Regions from separate parts of the Sus scrofa genome. Here region 2 is linked to region 1. Evidence: chromatin contacts called from public HiChIP or PLAC-seq data. All regions are on one chromosome and are shown on one strand. Each heading gives the region's core, a stretch centred on a gene start, on an enhancer-like site or on the middle of the called end of the contact. The rest is flanking DNA. Distances are from core to core; before and after follow the strand shown.

Region 1 (5,422 bases), core at 153-2,652:
CCACTGTGCCACGATGGGAATTCCCAGACACAAATATTGTTAAGCAATTGTCTCTAGTTTTCCACATCTACTAAATGAATAATACATTTACATAATTTTTATTATGAAAGCAAAGTTTATCTAAAAGGAAAGAGAAATCTTTGGTTTCCCTCAAGCTGGGATTTTCTTAAATTTAAGCTTTCGTGTTTTTTGCTTTTTCCTCAGTGGCCACTATGGGGGCTCTCCAAGGTTTGTGTAAAGCATTTAAAATCTCATATTGGTTCCTTGGAGGCCTAGCAGTTTTGGATAGGCATTGTCACTACTGTGGTGGAGGTCAGTCCCTGGCCTGGGAACTTTTGTATGCCACGGGTGCAGCCCACAACACAGCAACAACAGCAACAACAAAATAAAAACTCTGTTGACTACCTAGAATTAGGTGGTGGAAAGCAACACCTGCATGTGAGGAAAACAGCTTGTGGCTCATTAAGTGTTCTCTTTACCCTCCCTCCTGGATTATCCGGATCTTTTTGTTCTGATCCAGGCTTAAAAGTCACAGGTCACATTAATGAGGTGCACTGGTTAGGGATTGCAACCCCTCACGTTATTTTTCACTTTTCTAGAAACAGCTCAAATCTAGTTCTTGGTTTTTGCCTCCTGGGCAAATAACTTCTTGGGACTCTTGTTTTGTCTTCCAGCTATTGATGCCAGGGTTCCAAAACATGACAGCGATTTGGAGGATCATGATCAGACACAAAGCCAAGTCAGTTAAAAAATAATGGAGCGCGCATAACGCCTAACATTCATCCTCCCCACAACTCAGCCCAAGAGTGGATAAGGAGACATCAACGTGCCAGATTTTGTTTGCTGCAGCAGCTGCCGTTACTAACCAGAGCAAAAAAGTTAACTTAGATTATATACAATTTGCTCTTCATTGCTCTAAAAGTCCCCTTCGCTCCGCAATATTTGCGGCAATTCTCCAGTTTTTAATAAGCAGAGGACGGAGCTGATCCAAATTACGCTTACAGCCGCTGTTGGGTCTGACCTCCATTTTAGATAATGAGTTAACCTTCTGAATAGCCTTTTCAGGACCAAGAACCTCTTTTTTCTCGCTCTCCCCCACCGGCCTCAGATTTTTCTACAACTCAATCCTGAGTCATGCATGACGACAGTTTTCACACTATGTTAAGGCTCGAGATGACCTGAGGTGATAGCATTTGTGCTCAGAAGGCAATGTAATTACTCCAGAGGCCAGAACGGATCTCTCCAATCGGTCTTGGGTCCCCTGTCCCAGCCGCGCACCGAGTCACAGGGCTTCCAGCTAGGCGGAGGTGGGGCAACCGAGGCCGCGCGCTCTTCCCGGCCGCTCCCTCCCGGCGGGCGGCGGGCTCCTCCCCGCGGCCCTCGCGGGTACCTGGCTGCAGAGGCGGCGGGCGGGCGGGCAGGGGGCGGCGCTGCGTGGCGTCACGCGGCGGGGTGGGAGAGCGGGCAGGTGACACCCCGGCGGCCTCCGCCTCTTTTCCAGCTTGGTCTGCGGCCGGGGCAGCAGGGGCCGCTGTGAGGAGCTCCAAGCTCGCGCCGCAGCCCGCCGCCGCCCTCTGCTCCCGTGTCCGGGGATTCGGCTCCACTCTCCGCCGGGTGAGTACGGGGCTCCCAGTAGGTGGTTTGGGGCCGAACTTTTCCGGGTCGGAGAGGCGATGGAAGGAGAGAGACCCCGGGGGCTGGGATTCGGGGGTGGCCGGGTGAAAAGAACTCGGGCGCGGCGCGCGAGGAGCGAGATCCGGGTCCCGAAGACTGGAGAGCCCGGCCAGGCCCTGTCTGGACTCTGGGGGGCGCTTCTCAAGTGCCCGCCGCACCGACTGCGGGTTCCCCGGGCTGGGGCCCTTCCCGCTGGAGGGCGGGGCCGCCGCGCTCACCTGCGCCCTCCGGGGGAGACCCCGCGGATCCCAGCATCCCAAGGGGACGGCGGTCCCAGCCGCCCCGGGGCTTTGAGCCTCCAGCGAGCGCTCCCTTGGGATGCGGCCCTGCTGTTCCGGGTGGGAGGGCAAAGGTGCTCGCCTGTGGGACTGAGAGAGGGACCTGCTCGACCTTGACCGTCGGGGTCACTTTCCCAGCTCTGGGATCTGGCCTCGCTCGCCATCCCTCCAAATCCCCAAGCCCCTTTCTTTCTGTTACTTTTTTTTCTGGGGCGCTTTTGTGTCCTCAAGGCTGGAATGAACTTGGGGCGCTGCTCTTGCAGCGGGGCGCTGTCTCTGGCTTCTCGAACTGCATCCTGTCCCGGCGGCGGCCGCTTGAGAGTGATGAGTACAGAGCGGTAGAGCAGGTCGTGCCGGAGATGGAAATCGGAAAGCCTGTTGTTTCATCTCCCAAGGTATCGGTGGTTAGGAAATGGGCCTTACCCCCTAATCAGCCAGCGCTGATTCAAACTTACCGGATGCCGAGAGAGCGCTCTTTCGTGCTCCCTGGGGGGGAAGCTGGGACAGGAAGGATTTGGTGTCTACTCTGTCCAGCTCGCTGTGTGGTTGGGAAAACAAGTCCCACACCGACTGAAGAATAGTTTTGGCGAGCCAAGCCTTTTTCCTCTTGCTAAGATATCCCCTCGAAAAGCGTTTTCACTTAACCCTATACTCGCAGGTTACTCTTTATGGACTCCTCGCTTTTAACTGCTGTGAAAGAGTCGTGAATATACTTTGTGGTTGCCTCTGCCTTCTTATCAATCACTTACTTGTTAATTCTCTTACTTTGTAGTTTCTGCTCCTACTGCTGGCCAGAAATTGTTGCCCCATCAAGGTCACTAAAAGTTAAATCTTCTCCCCGCAGTGGCAGGCCTTTATCGAGTGCTTCCCTGCCGGGCACTGTTCTTGCATCAGTGAACTTGTATCAACTCTTTTAATCCTTGCAGCAATCCTATGGGATAAATGATAACATTATCCTCATTTTACAGATGAGGAAGCTTGAGACACAGGAACTTGCCCAAGAGACACTAATAGCTGAAGGGGATTGCAACTCAGGGAGTTCTGGTCTAGCACTGGGGCTGTTGACCACTGTGTTTACTGCCTCACCTGGAGTTCCTTTCTTCCTCCTTACTTTCCCAGAGTCCTGTGCTGTTTCATGCTTCACCGACCAGGCTCCCATTCTCAAGGTCCCTCTTTCCCTTCTTCTATAACTTTGTACTCATTTAGTTTTTTGTTTGTGTGTTTTGTTTGTTTTCACACAGAACTTTGTTACTTCTGTTATGGCTGCTACTTTCCATGTATCTTCTTCACTTTTAGTGTAGCATGTAGTGTCTGTTAGTGCATAGCAAAACTTTCCATTTGAACTTGTCCCAAAGCATTTCTAGTTAAGATCATTTATGTCAGCCTCCCTCCCTTTAGACTAGGCACCCAGGTGCACAACTCAGCTTCACGTTTCTCTCAGTCTTGAAATCTCTATTAAACTTTTACTTTGTCTCTTCCTTCTAGCCTTTGTCAATCTTACCCCCTTCACCTTCTTCTCTTACTCAGTCTCCCTCTTCCCCACTTCTGAACATTCACTTAACACTTATATCATTACTTTACTGTTGGTTGACTTCTTTCCTAAATGTTTGGTGTTCACAGAAAGGTTGTAAACAACTTAGGAAAGTGACTCTTTGCGCCTTATGATTAATAGTTGCTTGATGTGTGTTTGCAGAATATGGTGCAAAATGAATTAAGGGAGCACAAATGGAGTGGGTTGAATGATGCTGGAAAACTTTCTGAAAATTTTAAGCCAAGTTTTAGAGGAGGTTAGGGAGTTTACACTGGTAGACATGGAGGAGCTGGCAGGCATTGTAGAGGAAGCGTGGAAAGTCTCTGCCATCTCTTTTGCTGCAGACAGGAATCTGGCCATCCTGGCTAAACATTCCATTTAGAAATATAATGGGAGTTCCAGTCGTGGCTCAGTGGTTAACAAATCCAACTAGGAACCATAAGGTTGTGGGTTTGATCCCTGGCCTCACCCAGTAGGCTGGGGATCTGGCATTGCTGTGAGCTGTGGTGTAGGTTGCAGATTCATCTCGGATCTGGTGTTACTGTGGCTGTGGCTGTGGCATAGGCCGGTGGCTGCAGCTCTGATTGGACCCCCTAGCCTGGAAACCTCCATATGCCATGGGTGCAGCCCTAGAAAAGACAAAAAAAAAAAAAAAAAAAAAAAAAAAAAAAAGAAGTGTAATGAAGTGGGGCCGAATTGGTAGAGAACCAAAGAGAACCTTGCAAAACAAGATATGAAACCACCATGAGTTACAAGCAAAAACCTAGTTTCTTGAAAAATAGAAACATGCATAAAAATGCATAAAACATAAATAAGAGATTACCACAGCGGATATATTTAGCAATAGAATGACTGTCTTGTTCTGGCAGTAGATATGATAGTTGGATGAGACTGCAGAAAGGCCAAATGGGAATCTTTTCTCAAAGCCTTGACACAAGGTAATGTGGGCCCGAACTAATCTGAGAGGCATTATCAAGGAAGAATTGGTTATGTTTGGGGAGGTTCGAGGTGAGGGGAAATGAAAACTGGAAGGAGGACTAAAATGGTGAGGTTAGAGAGCCAAGAGGAGAGTTTTGACCCCCTGAGCATGATTCTACCACAATAAATATTTTTTGGTTTTACCTTTGCCTCTTTCCATTTTTCTATGTATATTTTCCTACATCATACTACATATAGGATTTGAGTATTTTGTATTTTTCCTGTAGTCATAGTAAGCATTTTTCATCTTATAGAATTTCCAAACTGCTATTGTTTGGATTATATTTCCAATAATTATAACATAATTTTCTTAACTAATCCACTATTGAACAGAAATACTAGCAGTAGTTATAAACAACTCAGGTTACAGTGATGTTTACCTTGGCAAATATGTCATTTTACAAATTGAGGTTTGCTTCTTTATGCTAGACATTGGAATTACATTAAAAAAAAAAAAAAAACAACCTCTGTCCTCAGAGAATTTCTGATCAAGTTGAAGAAATAGGGCTTTTTTCTAATTTGTTTCATTGTTTATTCTCCCTGGTGCACTATACATACAAACATCGACTTTAGAATATGGAAGAATAGCTATTTATCAAACAATCTTGGAGCCTTTGTATATATAATAGCATGTTAGACTGAGAACTAATCTTGAATTTTAATAAAACACACCATATAGCATGGAAAGAAGCATGCCATAAACAATATTTTTAGAGAGAAATGTATCTTAGATATATCTTAAATCTATTTCTATATATATTAGATATATCTTTGATATATTTCTGTGACTCATCCAACTTGGACCACTCACACGTTATGAAAAAGCTAAACACTCATGCAAATTTAGCACTTTATAAGATTAGTCTTTTCGTAATTGAGATTTTTAGTAACTCCTAATTGATTTGGATATATTAAAAGCACAAGTTACTGCCTTGAAAAGTAAAATTATCCTTTTTTTGTT
Region 2 (5,808 bases), core at 3,226-5,725, 430 kb before region 1:
TATATAAACAGTTGACTTGTTTTTAAATGAAATATGCTGGTCACCTCTTCTTGCCAGTATATAAAAACCCATTTCCATTTTTTCATGATTGCCTAGTATTCCACTGAGTATTCATAACCAGCCCCCTTCCAATGGAAATTTAGATCGATTCCAGCTTTTCAGTATTGCAAACCATACTTAAATGAGCACTGCTCACTGTACTGAACATCTTTGTACACTAATATCCATGTATCTATAGGATAAATTCCTAGAATTGACCCAAAAATACTGCACCAAGCATCAGGGAATGCAGCATCTCATCTTCCCACTTCCTCAACCAATTCTGGGTACTGTCTACCCTTAAGTATGCACCAATGTGGCAGATGAAAATGGCATGTCATTTTTATTTGGGTCTCTTTTAGTAAAGATGAACACATTTAATGATTTGCATTTCTTTGTGATGTCTGTTGCCCATTTTTTGCCAGGTTATTCATCTTTTTCCACAATTTTTAGGAGTTCTCTGCCACACTTGGGTCAAACAAGTTGCAAATATTTGCCCCAGTTCATTGCTTAACTAGCTTCATCATGTTTTCAGTCTTACAGAAATTTTGTTTTTAATCAAGTAATTTACATACATTTTTTCCTTTATAATTCAATTTTCAAATTCCTTTAGGAAAGCTCTTTCCCAGGCAAAATTTTTGGGAAAATTTTTTATATGGCTTCTAAATCATTACTTAAATGCTGTCAATAACATTTACATGTTCTTCAGTGATACTCCCTTACAATATATCCTTATTTAACAAAAATAAGCCAACTATGCTTTCTCTAAAACTTCCCATAATCAAGTGATGAACAGTTCTGCACCAATTAAATATTACTTACAACCACTACACCAAAGGTTTAATTATTTTCCTTTAAATTTCTTCTTAAACTCTAGGAGTTGAAAAATAAGCAAGTATGTTTAATTTCTGGGAGGTCCCAATGCTCTGTCCCTTGATCCTTAAATAATCTTCAACAGTACAACTGTAAAATAAAGTCCAACAACTAGACTGTCTGTAGCTGCAATTGAGTAATCTCTACAAAAGTCAATGAATACTTTCTGTACAAACTTGTACTTTTGCAATACTAGAAAACTACTTATGATGCTATCAACACAGTATTCTGACCTTTTCCATTTCAGGTTATGAAGTGAAATGGAGTTCTACCTCAAATCACAAAATTATAAAATAAGCCTCACATTAGTTCCAATTCAAACCACCACTTGGAGCTAAATTAGATGGTTAATCTAGCCACTCTCTCCCTTCTTCATCAAGAAAAGTCCTGGTCATAAATTTTCTATCTCACAGTGCCAGCTGCTAGGCATTCAACAGCCTTCCATCTCTAAGCTGACTGGCACAACAAGTAATACAACTTGGAAGTTAAGGAAACTGCCAGAATTCAGAGGAGGAAAAAAGAACATTTTCCACAATATGTACAGCACTTGTTTAGCTGTAAGTGTTTCTGAACGGGCGGTAAACCTTCAAGCTATATGAGAAGCATCATACTACTTCATATCAACCACTGCCAACTCCATTCAGTGGCCTTCTTCCCCTCTGGGGACTATTCAAAAAGTTACTATTTTCTTTTACAACTCACCCAGGCCTCTTCACCAATGAAAGCAGGCAAAGCCCACGCTGTGTGTCTGTCTCCTAGAGAAGATTGCATCTTTTATTTATCGTCCCTTGGCTTTATTTTCACAGTGAATTCCTGGCTTAAATGCAATCAGCCAAGAAACCCTCCCTATGTGCTCTTCTGTCATTCCTCATTGCTTGCAAGCAGAGTCAAGCACAGAGAGGGAGGGAGAAAAAAAAAAAAAAAAACTCAACACTGCCAGCCAAGCCATAAAAACTCACAAACTCTAGTTTGTTATACTGAGAAACTATGGATGTGTTTCAATCCATTTCAACCAGGCAGAAAACGAAAGGGGGGGGGGCGGTGATGCGCTGTGTAACATGAAAGAATGTTAATTAGATTTTTTTAAAAAATGGATGGATGGATAACCTCAGAAGTTAAATCCTCCTCTAGATTTAGGAAAGGGTATCTCACCTAGAAAAGGCAACACTGGGGGCTGCCTTAGAAATAAATGACCATGCAGAAAATCACATTTGCAGATTGCATTAGAATTCAAATTAACCAGACAGGATTAAAACAAATCTTAATTCTCTCTTGGGGCCCCTACCCAGACCCCCACCCGACTCCCAAAAAGAAAGATAAAAGGAACTGACTAAGGAAAGAAGATTAAATTAAAAATCAGAGACAGTGACGCTTGCAAATCTCGCCCCATTCATTAGGAAAAATGTTCACCACCACAATCTAAATAGACAGCAATATGAGAGGGAGTAGAAAATACACTGCTTGCAATTAGAACAAAAATATGGGGAAAGGGGAGCTTCACTACAGCATTGTTCTTTTCAGTCCAGCTCAAACACCCATGACTATAGCTTTAAAAAAAAAAAAAAATTGACCAGAAAAACACACTGGAAGGTGGGGGGAGGGGGGAGAACAGAGAAAGCTCTTAAAACTCGGTATTTGAGAAAACTCTCATGGTCTGTCAGAGAAAGGAGGGCTGTGCAGCTTTAAATCACAAGTCCTTCTCTCGCCTTTGTCAAATATCTTCTACTTTACAAGCCCTGAAAAGAAATAGAGACTCTTTTGTTTGGTTTCCCCTTTTCGGAGGTGACAGAAAACTGAAAGGAACACAAATAAACCTGAAAATGAGAACAAAGTGCGAGGTCGTGCCCGGCTGCCAGGCGGTCGCTCCGGGCGGGACGCGGGAGCAGCCTCGGAGCCCCTCCGCCTCGCGCTCCTGCAGCCGCCGGCCGCGAGCCCCGGGCCGTCACTGCTCCCCGCGGCTCGCACGGAGCGCGACCCCCGGCCCCTCGCGCAAAGAGAACTCTGGCGGGAGGAAACCCGGGCATGCCTCGGAAAGGGGAAGAGCCAGCCGCTCCCGGCCCGGCTCGCGCCCTTTAATTCGGGGGGCGTCTTCGGCGGGAGAGATCCCTCAGGAGAGGCGTCCAGCCCGCCGCCCGCGCAGCTCCCACAGGGCAAGGCGCGGAGCGAAGGACATTTAAATCCCGGGGCGACCGGCGGAGCTCGTCCGGGCCAGCCCAGACGCCGCAGCGACCCCTGGAGCGCCACGGCCGCCAGCCCGTCGAAGCCCTGAGAGGAGCGGCCGCCGAGTGGCATTAAAATGTATTTTCCTCCCCTCAAATCGAGGGGGCGGGGAGGGAGGGGGAGAGGAGAAAGAAAGACGCTCAGCGAGCCACAGACAAGGAAAGAGAGGAGAGAGAGCATAGAGCTCGGCCCGGCCGCCCGCTCGGCACCGGCCGGCATTGTCTGTGCGGCCCGCGCCCCCTCCCCCGCCCCGCACGGCCCCGCCACACACACCCTCCGCCGGAGCCCGGCCGTCCGCCGGTGCCTTTGTCCACATTCACCCCCCAAAACAGGCGAGCAGGGCTCCAGGACGTGCTCCGGGGGAGGAGGGGGAGGAATGGAGGGGACCGGGAGCACCCGACACCCACCCCGCCGACCCCGCGGCGGGGCGCGTCCTGCTGATTCATTTCCCACTCGCGCTGGCCCGTCCGGGGAGACAGGGGGCGGGGAGGGGCGGGGAGGAAATGGGCGCTCCACTCAGGAGGACTGTCCGGGCCGGTGAGGGCACCGGGCGGGGTGCGGGCGCGCGCTGCGCTGAGGGGCTGCCCAGAGGGGAGGGGGCGGGCGCCCCCCTGAGGGACTGACCGACGGACAGACGGCCCCCAGACTGCCCCGTGACTCACCGACTTGCAGGACGTTGTCGACGCAGCCGCTTTCCAGCAGCGCGATGCCCCGGCGGAAGGGCAGCCGTGTCTCATCGCCGCCGTCCGCCGACCCGGCGGCCCCCACCGACGGGGCCCCGGCCCCGGCGGCGGCGGCAGCGGCGGCGGCGGCGGCGGCCGAGGTGGCGGCCGGCGAGGACGAGGAGCCGCCGCCGCCCGCGCCGCCCGCGCCGCCGCCGGGGCCGCCGCTGTCGTCGCCGGGGCCGCCCGCGGCGCCGCCGCCGGTGTTGAAGGACGAGTACATGCAGATCTCCCGCTCGCTGCGGGGGAAGGACCAGTAGACGATGCGGCGCTGCACCGGCTCCGGGATGCGCTCAAAGCGCTCCTCCACGCGCTGGAACGGCCACTTCTCAGCCACCTTGCGCGCAGCGATGTCCAGCAGCGACTCGGGGCTCTGGGTCTTGCCCGGTGGCAGCAGCCCCAACGCTGCGCCGCCCCCGCACACCGCTGCCGCCGCACCGCCCGCCCGCGGGCCCGGCCGACAGGCAGAGCTGTAACCGCCACCCGCTCCTCCGCCGCCGCTGCTGGCCCCGCCGCCGCTGCCGCCGCCGCCGCCGCCGCCCGGCCGGCAGCAGAGCCGTTTCGCGGGAGGAGGCTGCTGTCCGCGCTCCGCCATGACCGCGCCGCTTCTAACCCGACAGCGGAAGTGCCGAGACCCTATAAACGGCACAAGGAAGCGCGACACGCACACGCCGCCGCGACGCCACGCTGCCATCTAGGGCCCGCCGCTCCTTGTATGGGCACAAGAGGCGAGGCCTTCTCCATGACGTCCTGGCTGAGGCGGGGCACCGATAGGGGGACCTAGGGCCAGGGGCGGGCCCTATGCAAATCGCTGGGCTGAAACATAAATAGAGCACTCCGCGGACACCAGGGTAGCGGGGGCGGTGGGGTTGGGTGCCGGTGGGGTTGTGAGAATGTCAGGCTGCTGTGACGCGGAGGGGCGGGGCTCTGGCAGGGTTCCCGCGGGAGGGGGCGGGCCGCCAGGCCTGGCCTAAGGTGGGTGGGTCTTTGCGCCCCTAGCCTACTCAACTTACCCCTCCAATTCCCTGCCATCCTTTGATGTCCTGCAAGTGAGGACGCGCCTCGTGGGTCGCAGCGGGGAGGGAAGGGGAGATAGGAGGTGAGTAAGGAGGAGGTGTCCGAGCTAAATGGAGGGCGGGGCCGGCGGGTCGATGCCCCACCCCCCCATCAGAGCCTGCCCGCCGGGGGAAAAGCCTCTGGGCGGAGGAGGCGCTTTCAAAACAAAGAAATGCGGCGTGGAACCCCGGGGACCGGGGTGGAGAGGAAGGCGGAGGAGGTGCGGCTGAAGCTGCCCGGCCGCCCGCTTCCCCTCCAGTCAGACCGGAGGAACTCCCCCCACCCCCAGCCCAGGCTGCGGCGCCGGAGAAAAGGGAGGAGGCTGCGTTCCGCGGCTGTTTTCCAGTTCACTTTTGCAAACCTAGGCGGAGGAGGAGAGCACCAGCCCCGCTGCCCCTCGTGGCTGCAGTGCACCCAGCCCCGAGCTCCAAGTCCGCTCTGTCTCGGCTCCTGAGCCTGCCAAAGTGTCCGATAAAGCGCAGAGCGCTCCGAACCTGCCCAGTAGCAGTGCGACTTGCGTCCGGAGCCAGCCACAGCCGCCCCGCCCTCGCGCTTCCTCAGCCCCGCGGGCGAGGAAGCCGGCCCGCTCGCCGGCGCGGAGCTGGGGAACTTGAACCGGCCCTTGTCGCCCCCGCGGCCGCGCTGCGGATACACCAGTCCATGCCTGAGAGTGATCGGGCTCGTAGTGGAGGGCACCCGGGGGCAGTGGGTTTAGCAAACACACCTTTGTGAGTACAGACACCACGGGCGGGCGCGCGCGCGCGCGCACACACACACACACACACCCTACGGGCCCGAGCGCACAGCCCAGCAACTGCAGACGGCGCGCCCCGGCTGCTCCGCAGCGGACGGCGGCTGCGAGCGCGCTTGGTGCGCACTTGAATCTGGCACGCCTCGG

Evidence for each region. HiChIP or PLAC-seq counts read pairs in DNA pulled down with a chosen protein or histone mark.
Region 2: an H3K27ac HiChIP or PLAC-seq map of alveolar macrophages shows a contact between it and region 1. The contact joins the promoter of ZSWIM6 here to the promoter of ELOVL7 in region 1. A contact is called at or near these places in 1 of 5 promoter capture datasets (fetal liver) and 1 of 2 datasets of contacts at active chromatin or transcription factors (alveolar macrophages).

Annotation. Positions count from the first base shown.
Region 1 is chr16:39,676,253-39,681,674 of Sscrofa11.1, reverse strand. It overlaps ELOVL7 (elongation of very long chain fatty acids protein 7), which reads left to right and starts at 1,402. Exons shown (of 8, transcript XM_021077108.1): 1 at 1,402-1,614.
Region 2 is chr16:40,104,166-40,109,973 of Sscrofa11.1, reverse strand. It overlaps ZSWIM6 (zinc finger SWIM domain-containing protein 6), which reads right to left and starts at 4,475. Exons shown (of 14, transcript XM_021076973.1): 1 at 3,795-4,475. The coding sequence starts at 4,449. It overlaps LOC110257311, which reads right to left and starts at 3,788. Exons shown (of 1, transcript XM_021076974.1): 1 at 1-3,788. The coding sequence starts at 3,351. The coding sequence ends at 2,635.